Regions from separate parts of the Capsicum annuum genome. Here region 2 is linked to region 1. A link is a contact called in public Hi-C data. All regions are on one chromosome and are shown on one strand. Each heading gives the region's core, a stretch centred on a gene start, on an enhancer-like site or on the middle of the called end of the contact. The rest is flanking DNA. Distances are from core to core; before and after follow the strand shown. Region 1 holds the start of LOC107861738 (WD-40 repeat-containing protein MSI4). Region 2 overlaps LOC107861735 (protein ROOT HAIR DEFECTIVE 3).

Region 1 (7,007 bases), core at 840-3,339:
AAAAAGGCCTTTTACCTACAACTACTACTATTAGAAAATATGGAAGTTGGTACCTACAATAATTTTTCTGGAGCATATGAATTGAAAGGAACAAACAGGCATTTTAATTTTTGCTTCTATATTTTGTATTCCGTCTATTTTAGTTTGTTTGTCTTTATTTTCCTTTCTAGTCTATTTCAAAAAGAATGTCTCTTTCCTTTTTTGCCAACTTTTCAAATTAAGACCACGAGATTAAGGGACAGTTTGGTACATTCTGCATATCTTTAGTTTAATACCACAAGATTCAAAAGCCGTATTTACGTTAAACTTTATGTCAAATCAAAATCATACAAACAAATTAAAACATAGGGGAGTAGCTTATTTGCATCCCTTTTGATGCCATTAATGAAACCAATTAGTACTTCGCGCCAAAAAATAGAATTTTTCACTATAGACCAAGTATTACTCCCTTTGTTTCAATTTATTTGTGTTACTTTCCTTTTTAGACCATTTCAAAATGAATGAATATTTCTCTTTTTGGTGACTTTTAAAGGACATTTTGTTACATTCTACGTATTTTATGTTTAAGACCGCTGATTCAAAAGTTTCTTGCCTGTTTGGCCGTGGAAAAAACAGTTGGCCATAATATTCCAAAAAGTTCTGTTTTTTACTTTTTTTCACTATTTTCAAAAGTCCCAAAAACAACAAAAGCCTGTTTTCAATTTTTCCACTACAAATTACTCACGAAAATTCAAAAACAACTCTAATTTATTTCATGGACAAACACAACTCCAATTTTCAATATTATTTTCACTTTGAAAATGAAACATGGCCGAATAGATACTTAATCTCTTAACCGATGTGTCAAGTCAAACCAAACAAACAAAACAATAAATGCACCAAAACTTATAATGAGCAACCCAACAAGCTAAACACACCGAACAATAAAAAAATACGAGTTGAAAAAACCCTAGATACATAGAAATTAAGGACAAATAGAGGAATGAGGATGTAAGTGTGTGTGTGTGTATATATACGAACAGACAACAGAGGGAAGGGCAAAACTAATAATGAGCAATTCAACAAGCCAGATTTACCGGACCTTAAATAGTACGAGTAGGCCAAAACTAACAACAAGCAATTCAACAAACCAAACGCACCGAACCATAAATAGTACGAGTAGGCCAAAACCAACAACGAACAATCCAACAAGCCAATCGCACCGAACCATAAATAGTAGGAGTAGGCCAAAACTAACAACGAGCAATTCAACAAACCAAACGCACCGAACCATAAATAGTATGAGTAGGCCAAAACTAGCAACAAGCAATTCAACAAACCAAACGCACCGAACCATAAATTGTACAAGTAGGCCAAAACTAAAAATGAGCAATTCAACAAGCCAAACGCACCAAAATCATAAATACTACGAGTAGACCAAAACTAACAATAGCCAATTCAACAAGCCAAACGCACCGACCAAAAGACAGCACAAGTCAACAAAACCCTAGATACATGGATAGAAATTAAAGGAACATGAGTGAATGTACATATATATATACGAACCGACAAGAGAGGGAAGGCCAAACGAGGTTATGATTAGCAAGCCAATCGTAGAGAACAGGAATGAGTGATTTCCACTCCGTATAACGCTCCTCCACCGACTGCAGCGCCTCTTCTTCTTCTCCTCCTCTGCCTTTGTCTGTTCTTCCATTCATTTTCTCTCTGTTTTTTCCCTTTTCCCGCCTCTCTGCCTCTGCTGCTGAAAAGGCTTTTTTTTTTTTCTACTACTAATGGAAATGAGAGGGAGAACCCAACACGCAAAACAGTCTGTGCCCCTTATAAGATTCCACTTATATATATAGTACTCTTACACATTCATGTTGGAAGAAAAAATGAATTTTTGTGTACTACTTAGGTTTTTCTATTCCTCTAGGTTTTTCATCTTACCATATTTGGATTTTGGTTTTCCTTTTTTGGTGATGTTTTGAAAAAATTAAGTTCTGATAATGATATTTGAATATTGAAGTTGTGTTGGAATAAGTATTTTATTTGAAGAAATGTTGAACTTTTGTGAGGTTTTTCCTTTCGATAAGATAGTTAGAATCACTTTTCCAAATTTGAATGTGTAACTGGTAAGTAATTGTAGTCTATCGCTCGCAATATTCATGTTCTTTCAGAAATAATACGAGAAGATAAAGTATGAATTGTTAAAAGTAACGTAGGTATTTTTACGTGAAAAAATTCTTGCTCAAACGAAACAGAAAATTACTGAAGGATTTTTCCTAACTCTACAATAAACACGAGAAATTCATGGTTACAAATTCCTTTTATACATCTAAGGATTGTTCCCAACACCCAGGTCTCTCTGCCTACTGTGATTTTTCCTAATAGAGGCGAAGTCAGAATTTGAAGATTAGCGAAATTTTAAATGACTACTGAAGGATAATATCGTGTTTGAGGGGTCACTAGTGACGTCGGCAATGGTAAAATACAAGTATATAAGTTAAGGATGGATTCTGAGCTAATAATTGAAGTTTAACTTTGTCAAGACAATTAAGAGTGGTAATTCAATGATAAAAGTCGTGCATAATATGGAAATTGATGCGGGTTGGGATCCCGAACTTGTAGCTTTTGTTATATTTAAGCTTTTTAAATTAAAACAGAAAAATAAATGAAATGCGACAAATTGAAAATTTAATGGGTGCAGGTGCACCCCATTCATACACATGGGTCCATCTTTATTTCTTAATTGTCAACTCTACGATGACTATACTCAATCAGTAAAATTCATTTGCAGAACACAATAATAATCGACTAAAAATGTAATCAAAATCTCATTTTGAAACGCCAGATAACTCGAAAACAATATAGAAAACCTCTCTTTTTCTATTTTATTACCATCATGCCCCTACAATATGAACACAAATATCATTAAGGGGTCGTTTGGTAGAGTGTACTGAAAAATATAATGCATGCATTAATTAATGTGTACTGCTAGTACCTTATTTGATACATCTTTTTGCCTAGGTATAACTAATGCAAACATTAGTTATACACTCTATTGTGTATTGAGGTATGTACTACTAATACACATCATTTCCTACTATTAGTAATACAAAGACTTTAAACACACGCATTGACTTATTAAATGACCTTAATACCCCTCAATTTCCCTTTCAAAATATTTCAATTTCTTTTCCCACCATTTTAATTTGCAAAAGTGAATTTTCTCAAAACATTTCACAATTCCTTTTCCCACCATTTTAATTTACAAAGATGAATAGTTGGTTTAAATAACTCCAATAAATTTTTGCTTTGCTTCGAGGGTTTTTGTAAAAGATTAAAAAAAAATTGAGACTATTTCTTAATTTTACATCTTGTATTCAATTTTTGTTCCAACTATGCTAATCCGCCGGCATAACATTTCATTCGCAAAGACGAAGGGTCTTGCAATTAATCCTAAACCTCTATATACTAATTCAATAATACTAATTATGTTTGGGATGGCAAAAGAACTTTGTTGCAAAAAAGTGTACAAAGTCAAAGAAGGGTATTTTTGTAAACAAACATTTCTTTTATTAAAATTATGTAAGATATATTATCTCTAATACATCAAACCAAATAACGTATAAGAAACAATATCAGCATAACTAATACAAGCATAATTAATACACTATATTCTACATTGTTCTTATAAACTCTACCAAACGACTCCTAAAGGATAGGGGGATAAGTCTCATTTTACTTTTCAATTTGCCACAAATTACATGAGTGGTGGATCCTACATCTTTCATATATTTCCCATTTAAGTTTAATTTGAATATGGTAAGTATAATTACTTACCTTCTTTTTTTTAAAGTAAATTATTTAAATTTAGTATATTTAATTAATTTAATAAAATGATCGTTCATATTAATTAATTATAACTAATTAATATGTTATTCCTATGAGTTATCTATGATTACTACTAGAAATGATAAAATTCTGTTAGCTTAAGCTGGAAAGCAAAGCTTAAGTATCAATCAAATGTGCTAACTCCTATCCCTTTTTCGATGTGAGATAGTCAACCCTTTTTCGATGTGAAATACTTAACACTCCCACCACGCCCAAACCTCATTGACTGGAGCATGAACACAATATAATATGGGGGCCCAACATCGGTGAACAAAGATCTAGGACGTGAACACAATATAATATGAGGCCCAAACCTAACTGGAGCGTGAACACAATATAATATAGGGGCCCACCAACAACGGTGAACAAAGATTTAGAATGAGTCTGACTCTGATATCATGTTAAGAATGAATCTTGAGCCTAACTCAACCTCAAAATCTAGCTCATGAGGAGGATTGCTACTGATCCGTTTTCGATGCGGGACTTTAACACATAAATTACTAAAACCCCAAGATTATCAAAAACCCCTAATCATTCAAAATATTGTTATTAACACCATAATCCAACAAAAAAAGACTCATATATTTTTGTCTTACAAAAAAATAAAAAAGATTGAGTGTCGTGAACATACAGTTTGAAAATCTCGAGGATCAACACCAGGAAGATAAAAGGAGTGAGCTGAAGATAACAGAGAAATGAAGATGCCAATGAGCCACCACAATGATCTTTGATTATCCATCTTCATCACTCAACTGTGAACAATGGAGCTACACACCCAGCCTTTTTCTTTTATGCAACGAAAACGAAAACTACAGTATTTTATAAGTAGTAGTATTTCTATTTACAGGTTTTTCTATTTAATTCTCTTTTTTTGTGTTTCTTTATTCATGTTGCTCTATCCGTTTATCTCATTCTTTTGCCCTTATGATATGTTTACCAAGTAATTCAACATTTTTCTATTACTAATAGATTTATTTTTAATTAAAAGAAATTTGAGGTAAGAGAAATGCGAGAGAAGATTATAATATAGGAGATCAATAATCGTCAATAACATGAAAGTAATTTATTTTATAAGCCTTTTGTAATTTTTTATTTCTATAATAAGTTAGTCGATTATTTTAAATTGTATCTTAAACATTAATATGACATTCTTATTAAATTAATTTTTCAATCATATATTTGGAAACAGACTCTCTGTGGCCTGTAAGATATAAATGAGATCTACTTACATTCAATTTTCTCATACTCCACTAATGAAATTACAGTGAATATGTAATGATTTCGATCCTACAATTAATATTTAAAGTAACCTAAGATATACGAATTAAATTATCAACTTTCACGTTGTTATTTGCATTATTTTAGTATCAAAAAAACAACATTTGGCATTAAGCATTTGCATTATGGAAGCTCACAAGGTATTTATGATAATTTCTTATCCGAGTTTCCGAGAAAAGTTTAGTTAGACACAGAATTTGAACCCAACTAAGCTGGTCTAAGTGAATCAACCATATTTAGATGAAAAAAAATATTAAGCCAATAACTACTCGAGCTAAAATAGAAACACTTTCATCAATTTGATCTTCTTTACAGAAGATATATCAGTAATGTTGCAATTATTACTTGCTACTGGGTGTAACTTGCAATAACTGCCGCTTTGTTTGGAAAAATAAAAAATAAAAATAGTAGTCCGCAGTGGCTGCAAGAAATTATGGAATTTATATATATACAGAAAATTTAATGAAAATACCACGCGATATTACTAAGCTTATGTTCATTTTAGAAAATCTAATAAAAGGATGCGCGATCAAGTAAATAGAAAAGTAGTCTTGCCCCGCAATAAGCATATTAAAAGGATTATAGAGATAAGAATTTGATTAATAAAACCTTCTATCACTCACTGATTAGTTTTTAACTATTTTCTAGCCATTGAAATCCCACACTTCTATGCTTGGACCTTAGGGCTCGTCTCGTACGAGGGATAAAAGATAACTTACCTCGAGATTGATTTAGGATGAATTATTGATACAAGACCAATGGGCTCCACTCCTTTGGGATCGATGCTTCAAGGATCACATCTATGGATCCAAGATTTAGTTGTTTTGGGGGAACAAATACGTGTGTGGATGATAGCTTGGAGCGCGGGAGAAGCTACATTTGATGATGTCATCCACGGGAGCATTGAGCCACGACGTGTTTGGAAGATAGTGTGGGCTTCGAGAGAGCATGGACACCCATAACATTATTTTGGGCTTTGAGTCACTTTTGGGCCCAATATCTTTTAGGGTCACTTTTGGGTCCATTGTGTAATAAAGACCCATGGCCTATAAATAGCTAGTTTGCCTTCATCTTAAGGAGAGATTTTTGATGATATTTGTAGCCTTTTTTGAGAGCCTCTTTATCCTTGTGTTGATGATTTGCTTAGAAACGGAAATCGCTTGGGGGTTCCGGTTCCCTTGAGGTCACGTAAGAGATAGGTTTAGGTTGTGTGTGATATTAAAGGTCCAAAAGTGAAATAAGCTTTTGGATTGTTAATATTACATCTTCATTTGTCTATCTATCTATCTTCACTTTCTTGTAATCGTTTGTCTATATCTAATGTAATCCATTTGTGTTCTTGTGTTGTTGTTATTGCATCTTGTTCATCAAGTGTTTTTATTGTTTTTAGTGTGTATTACTCTTGATGTCACTTCCTTTCTTATTCTTCTTATGAATCCGAGAGAGGTCATCAAAGGGATCCTCGGTTCTTCAAATCGTTGACTATTTTGGTGTATGTTTTTGTGCCTTTCTTGTATCAATTATCCTAAGTTAAGTTGGGATAAAATCATGAGATGACTCTACCCGTGACAAGTTATGCTGGAATAATAGTAAGTATTATTTTTGTCCAACATTGAGGAGGGGATAACAATCTTGGGATTAACACTTGTTACCCTAACCAAACGAGCCCTAGTGTTCGGATTAGAACTGTGGAAAGAAAGATCCACAGTATATTTTAACCAAACGCCAAATAAAGTCAACGAGAAGATTTAAAGTCTAGAATGTGTTTTCATAAATCTTTTAAAGTCAATGATAAAACTAAATAAACTCATTCAATACATAAATCTCAAAAGCTAGTCATTTGATAGAGTCAG
Region 2 (7,336 bases), core at 2,119-4,618, 63 kb after region 1:
CTATTTGATATAGCAAACAAGTGGGAGGACCATTTGATTTTTACTTTAGATGTAAATGTAATTATACTGGAACTGAAGAGAAATTCTTGTTTAGACAAAACTGAACGAGGCATTGGCTGGACCAGTTGAGGCTCTTTTAGATGGAGCTGGTGATGATACATGGGCAGCAATAAGAAAACTGCTTCAGCGCGAGACTGAAACAGCTGTCTCTGGTTTTTCTGCTGCACTTTCTGGTTTTGAAATGGATGAAGAAAGTAGGGATAATATGGTTTTTCGGTTGAAAGATTATGCACGTGGAGTAGTTGAATCAAAGGCAAAGGAAGAAGCTGGAAGGGTCTTGATTCGCATGAAAGACAGGTATGGACATGAGTTGATCTCGTTCTCCAGCTAACATACACTATTTGGTATTTATGATACAAAGAATGACCTCAAAATTACTGGCAGGTTTTCAACATTGTTCAGCCATGATCAGGATTCTATGCCACGAATTTGGACTGGCAAGGAAGATATTCGAGCAATTACTAAAACTGCGCGATCAGCTGTATGATTGTCCGGAAATAAGTTTCCTTTCTTTTAATGCGTGATTTCATGTTTCAAGTACTGCATCTCATAATGTACTGACTTCTCTCAATTTTCTCCCAGTCTCTGAAGCTCCTGTCAGTTATGGCTGCTGTTCGCTTGGAAGATGAGAGTGACAGTATAGACAAAACACTTATAGTTGCTCTTGTAGATGGAAAAGCAGGTGCTTCCTCCGCAAAGAGCATTACATCAGTTGATCCTCTGGCATCTAGCACTTGGGATGAGGTAATTGGCTCACTTATGTGGTTTGCCTTTGAAACTATTTGCAAACAAAAAAAAGTGGTCAGTGAAATGGGGAAGATAATATGTTACCTTTGCCCAAAAAAAAGGAGGAAAAGGGGAAGATAAGATTCTCTTCTTTAATAGGCCATTCACCATTACATAGCTCACGGGAGTGTGAATATTTTGTTTGGGATTTTGCTGGAGATGACGATCAACTAAATTATGTCACATTTGGATTAATATAATACAACCCAGTGCTAAACGTACAAGCTAATCTTACTGCATAATCGGACGTGTTAATTACTTCGTTTTAATGATTTGATTTTTAGACCTGAAAGGACTACAAAGGCCCCTAAGAAATTTTTCGTCTTTAGGAACCAGACTTTTTTGTATGATTAAGTAATCTTTGCGTTGTATAATTCAGCCCATATAATTTTCATCTTGTGGTCAATTTATATTGCAGATCCCTCCATCTAGAACTTTGATTACACCTGTCCAGTGCAAGTCTTTGTGGAGGCAATTCAAGACGGAGACTGAATATGTTGTTTCACAAGCCATTGCTGCTCAGGCAAGATATTAGATGCTATTGCGCATCTCTTTCTACTTTTCTGACGGTGCATTCTTGTATGTCATCGTTTGGTTGTTGGTTGAATATGTTTGAAATGTTTCAATAAGGGTAGAAGGTCTTGTAATGCTGGGTATTTTCACTAAATAATGGTATTAGAACAGTTGGAAGTACAATTTTGTCCATCGAACACCAGAGATTTATCTTTTGCATCAAAGAGTGGGATGTACCTTTTGGTACTAGGCGCTTGATTGTCTTTCATGCAAGGTGTATGAATTCTAATTTTGAGTACTTAGAAGTTGGACAGTACGTAAAGCCTGTTTGGATTGGCTTTTGGCTGTTTTTTTTTTCAGCTTATAAGCCAAAAGCCATAAGCCTGGATTTCTAACTTATGACTTTTGGCTTATTTTTATCGATATTGACTTAAAACCAAGTGCATATAAGTACCTTTTTATTTTATCCAAACACTAAAAAAGTGCTTAAGAGCTATTTTGCCTTAAAAGCACTTACAATAAGCCAATCCAAACAGGCTCTTAAGCACCTGCAGGTGATGTTCTGCATCGTTTATCTTTATGTGAAGTTTGCCCTTCGTTCTTGATAGCTTCTGATGTTCTTTTATTCAACTTTCAGGAGGCTAGCAAGAGAAATAATAACTGGTTACCACCTCCATGGGCAATTGCTGCCATGGTTATATTGGGATTCAACGAATTCATGACTCTCTTAAGGTATTCCTCTTGACTTGTAGTTCATGAGCCCCTATATTTTACAGTATAACATGGTTCAACTCATAGCTCATGTGGATTTTACTTTTTTTTTTTCCCTTCCAGAAATCCTTTATATTTAGGGTTTATATTCGTCGCATACCTGCTATTTAAAGCTCTTTGGGTGCAAATGGACATCTCAGGCGAATTCCGAAATGGAGTTGTAAGTGCTGCTTTCTTAGAGTTCTAATGTTTGCAAACTAGAAGCAATTCAACCAAATATCTATTAGAAAAAAACAATTCAACCAAATATCTTTGTAAAAAGGAAAAACAATTCAACTAAATGACTCTTGCAGGTAAGGTTAGTCGCGTCTTAGAAGATTAAATATTTTTTCTTCACCCTGTAAGTACAACACATGGATGATATTCAGTTGCAAATGACGTTCTAAAGTTCTGTTCGACATAGTTACAAAAAGAGAAGTAATGAAGTAGTGATCTTCCCGTGGTGCTTCTCTTCATACGTTTGTATTTTCCTGGAGATGTTTTACCCTACCCTAGGAAACTAGGGGAAGGAAGAGAAAGGTAGGAGATGCTGGAAGTGAAATGATTCCCTTTCTGATCTTCCAAACAACGATCAACAGAACAGAAAATTTTAGAACATTTCCTTTCTTTATCTTCTTTCCTCTTGTTTCCCAGCAATGCAAGGAGTAGAGATCTAGGTTTGTGGTCCTCAAGTAGGAGGTTATTATCTCATTAGATTTGACCTTTCCTTTCTATTTTTGCGATGTTTTATAGTTCGTTGTTTGTATTTTAACTGGTGGTATGTGAGTCGAGCAACCAATGTGGCTTAATCTTATTTATCCTTTATAATTGCTTCTTTCACAAATTTGGACAAATGTGGGAACTTTTGAAATAATGATCTTTTCGGGGATGGTGATCTATATGCGTTTTGGCAGCTTCCTGGACTTATCTCTTTATCCACAAGGTTCCTTCCTACTGTCATGAATCTTCTTAAACGCCTAGCAGAGGAAGGGCAAGGCGTCGCAAGTGGTCAACCTCAGGGTAATCCTAATCCTGCTCTTGCTTCAAGGAGCTTCCGCGGTAGCACGAATGACAATGGTGATGTATCAACCAGCGCTACATCCGAAGTAACTTCAGAAAATGGAACAGAATACTCTAGCTCCTCGTTACATGACAAAACACAGTAAGCTATTGTTCATAAACACCACTCATTCCGTGACAGCAAAGTTTTTATGCTCATCACCAGACGTGGTACGGTGGGCACGATTATGCTTGATGGCTAGCAAATTTTATAGACGACGCTTGTGAAAGAACCAGACACTGGAGGCACTGAATTTTGTACACGGGGGCTGAAGTCCCCACTGAATAGGCTGTGTTTAATTTTCTCGTTTATCTTTTTTCAGTCGATTTTCTTTTGCTGGTGAACTAAGAGGGCCATTCTTTTCTGTGGTTTGTTTGTCATCACATTCTCCTGGTTTGCCATCAAAATTTTCTTGTGAGAAGTCTAATATAATGTCTGTATTTTTTATGGATAAGCTGATGAAAGATAGCAGAAACTATATTTTTTAATGAGATGGGAATTTCGTTAAGAATATTAGAGAATTTATGAAATGTTTTTCCACCCTTCTGTAATGTCCTCACTGTTTTTCTTTTTTGCCAAGACGCATGTAAAATATGTGCATCTTATCGAAGAGGGATATATTACATCGTAAAAAATGATTTATTAGCTATAATATTAGGGTCTATTTGTATATGTAAAAGGAATAATTCTAGCTAAAGAGACGGGATCCCTGCGCCTGACTAATGGAAGCAAGGGATCGATCGGGTTATTCTCTATAACCATAAAATATAAAACCAGAGACGTTCGATATGTAAGTTTGGCTGTAATTAGTTTTATTTTGAATTCTCACGGATCATGTTTTATATGTATTATGTGGATTAATCATGAATGAATTGGTATTTTTTTTGTGCTTTTTGTTACTCTTTCTATAAAATATTCGTCTTTTTAAAGGTTAAAAATGCTTGCTTGTATGAGCTTTAATGCAGAAATATGATTGTATTTATGATTGAGATCGACTATATGAATTTTTTTCTCCATTATTTCATTTAAGCTTATACCTATATGAATTGATTTGATAGTTTAATCTATCACAATCCTCCTATTTTTAGTAGTTTCTAGAACTAAGCATTTAGCCATAAAAACAGGTGAGATATAGTTCTTATAAAAAATGTACAAAAGTGAGATTGTATATTTACTATATTTAAGGTATAAGAAGAGTGTATCAACCACCAATTATTGAACTCCTAGGCTGTAACATACATTATTTATCTAGCTATATAAATATTAGTGGTTAGTCTTTTCTGGCTATTGTCAATTATTATTTGTTAACACCAAACAATTTAAAAGTATATATATGCGTAAGCTTGTTAGGATTTTTTTGGTGTTTATGGTTAATCGTTTTCTCCTTTGTTCTAGTCTATCTAACAAATATTAATTTACTGATAATTAAACTATTGTTGTTGACTAATTGTCATTATATATATATATATATATTTTTTTTGTATCGTAAAAATAAGAGAGAAAATTTTTAACATTTTCTCAAAAAAAAAAAAAAAAAAAAAAAAAAGTGACAAACATCTGTGGTCCATCTGGGTGCATTTATAATATTTCTCATAATATTATGTGAGTTACTTTCAAAGGTCTATTTCCTTAGCAACTAACTATGTTACGTGATTTATAAATATTGCAACAATGCATAGTACTTTTTCCCTATATAATCGCTCTTGACTGTTAAATAATTGCCTATATGAAGTTGAAATTGTTGAAACTAATTAGGAGGCGCCTCTACTATATTAAACATTTAAAAAAAGAAAATCCTATGTACGTACTAACACATAGTATCAAGAAAGTGCATTTAATTAATTACACAATCAAGTAATTTAACAGCCAAATTACATGTAATTAATTGGATCTGTCCTTAGCATATGAAATTGTAGAAGATAAAATAGAATGGAAAACTTATTTGAGGATCCTAATTAAATCACCTAAAACCATTTATTGAATACGTACATCTGTTAGATTTGAATCCATAATCCATAAATTCTGGATTCGCATCTAATGTGAAGTTGAATTTTGGAAATTTTAACAAAAAAGACCAATCTGAAACTTAAGGTACTGGTTTTATAAATGACTATTTCCAGTTTTCTTCAGAATTGTATGTACAAAGCTGTTGGTTTCATTTATTATTACTGCAAAAAGATGCAATTGTTTCCTTTTATTAACCAATTTCCAGCTGGATGGATATCTAAATATATATATGGAGGAAATAATAATATCAAGAATAGTGTGAGAAGGTACACCCTCATTCTCAAATTATGTGGCGTATAATTGGAATTTCAAAATTCAAACTTCTAAACTATGATCATAGAATTCAAACATAGAGATTTCGATCAAAGTAAATTTAATTAACTCTCAAAATTCTATCTATGTCACGTAAATTATAACAAAGGTGTGGCTAGCAAGAAGTAAAAATGTTCAAAGTCTCAATGTGAAATTGAATATATGTAGCTGGCTTCAGTAGGGGCTCCACCTCCACTATTCAATTTCCAGCCATTTTTCTTCAGTGGTACAAATTAAATTCTATAATATTAAAATAAATTTTTGCAATCATAATAATATGATAGCAAGGGTTCATATGTTTCTGAATTATATTCCGTCTAACTAACTAACTTACAGGTATATTTTAATTTTTTTATATATATATATATATATGTGTATGTTTATATAAAATCATTAAGTGGCCGGTGGAAAACGGACATTATTAAATACCGTCTCGAGAAAATTCGAAAAAGGAGAGGAGGAATAACACAGTGAAAGAAAAAGAGTTAAAAGAAAGAAAGATTTAATATTAGAATTGAATTTATAGTGAAAATGGAGAAAATATTATCTGTTGAGCTAATTAATTTACTACAACTAGTGAGTTATTCCTTCGTCTTAAATTATCTATGGTGATTTTTAAAAATAGGCTTTTCAAGTTATTTTAGAAGTGTGAGGCAATTTTTTTTTTAATCTGAGTGTTAATTATTGTTGGAGACTACAAAGATTTCAATAGAGTAAATATTTAATTAAGAGAGATTATTTTTTAAAACATAAATAAGTATAAAATAATCGAAACCTCCTCATAATTAGTACGAGTTTCTAATTAGTCATCTTTTAAGGGGCGTGTGAAAATTACGATGAATAATTTAACACGATGAAAATGACATTTAACTACTCAATAAGGAGCGTGTGAAAAAAAAACATGACAAATAATTAACATGAAGAAAATAACATTTAACTACTCAATAGGGGTATCGTGTGAAAAAAAACACGATAGATAATTTGACATGATAAAAATAATATTTACTTACCCAATAAAAAATGTGTGAAAAAAATACGATAAATAATTCGACATGATGAAAATAACGTTTAACTACTCAATATTTTGTGGATATAACTGAAGAATTTAACTTATCATTTGACTATGACCAAAGATGGCAAAATTATTTGAGGAAAAATATGATCCGTATAAATTTAGGCCAATCCATTTATTTTGATATATTCTAACCATAACAAATAAAAAAAAAAAACTACAAATTGTTACGTATAGATCCCCTGTAGCTGGGAAACTTAACTGATCTTATCTTAGAATCTGACAAGTCATAATGGGTAAATTAAACAAAAGAACGTGTGTATTTTTCTCACCATGAATTTTGAGATGCATATGGAAACGTGAAGAAAGATTCATTTCATATCTGTTGATGCCATAAACAGCTGTATATGTGTAAACCAAAGTTGCGGGGACTCTTTACTTTTTTATATTGTATTTGTATCGAATTCAGAATTTGATATATATTTGTTGATAAACTTCGAAAAGTCCGAGCAATATAGAGATCGTCGCAATATGAGATGACTTTTGTTCCCTCCGTATTGATTTACTTAGCTTCTATACTAAAATCGTTTTAGTTTTTTATTTTATTTTTATACTAAAAATAGTTGTTTTAGTTTGTTGTTTAATTTATCAAATCAAAAGAGTTTTATTGTATTTTTTCTCTTTCTACGTACTTAATAATTCATTCAATAACTACATAAAAAAAATAGCAGTTAAAATTGAGGTTACAAAGCATTGTTAATAAGGGAGTAGGTGCCTTAATAATTTACAAATGTATAAATCAATTATCTTTTACTTTTTGAAAATATCATGAGGAA

Evidence for each region. Hi-C and Micro-C count contacts between places; a contact is called where the count stands out from the background.
Region 2: a contact with region 1 is called in a Hi-C map of leaf, with 2.0 times the contacts expected there. The contact joins the enhancer-like site here to the promoter of LOC107861738 in region 1. A contact is called at or near these places in 5 of 5 Hi-C or Micro-C datasets (bud, leaf, pericarp and 1 more).

What each region holds. Positions count from the first base shown.
Region 1 is chr3:268,298,599-268,305,605 of UCD10Xv1.1, forward strand. It overlaps LOC107861738 (WD-40 repeat-containing protein MSI4), which reads right to left and starts at 2,090. Exons shown (of 15, transcript XM_016707089.2): 1 at 1,546-2,090. The coding sequence starts at 1,697. LOC107861736 (WD-40 repeat-containing protein MSI4) reads right to left here. Exons shown (of 15, transcript XM_016707087.2): 15 at 6,902-7,007.
Region 2 is chr3:268,360,498-268,367,833 of UCD10Xv1.1, forward strand. It overlaps LOC107861735 (protein ROOT HAIR DEFECTIVE 3), which reads left to right. Exons shown (of 23, transcript XM_016707086.2): 17 at 95-357; 18 at 445-541; 19 at 643-804; 20 at 1,265-1,369; 21 at 1,997-2,091; 22 at 2,194-2,290; 23 at 3,024-3,709. The coding sequence ends at 3,275. Among protein-coding and RNA genes, the nearest start is that of LOC107861734, 5.2 kb to the right of the region's middle. Within about 2 kb of position 3,369, at least 3 of the 5 cell types and tissues checked have an H3K27ac peak or open chromatin away from gene starts, as enhancers often do. A contact at or near this core is called in bud, leaf and pericarp, where this site is marked.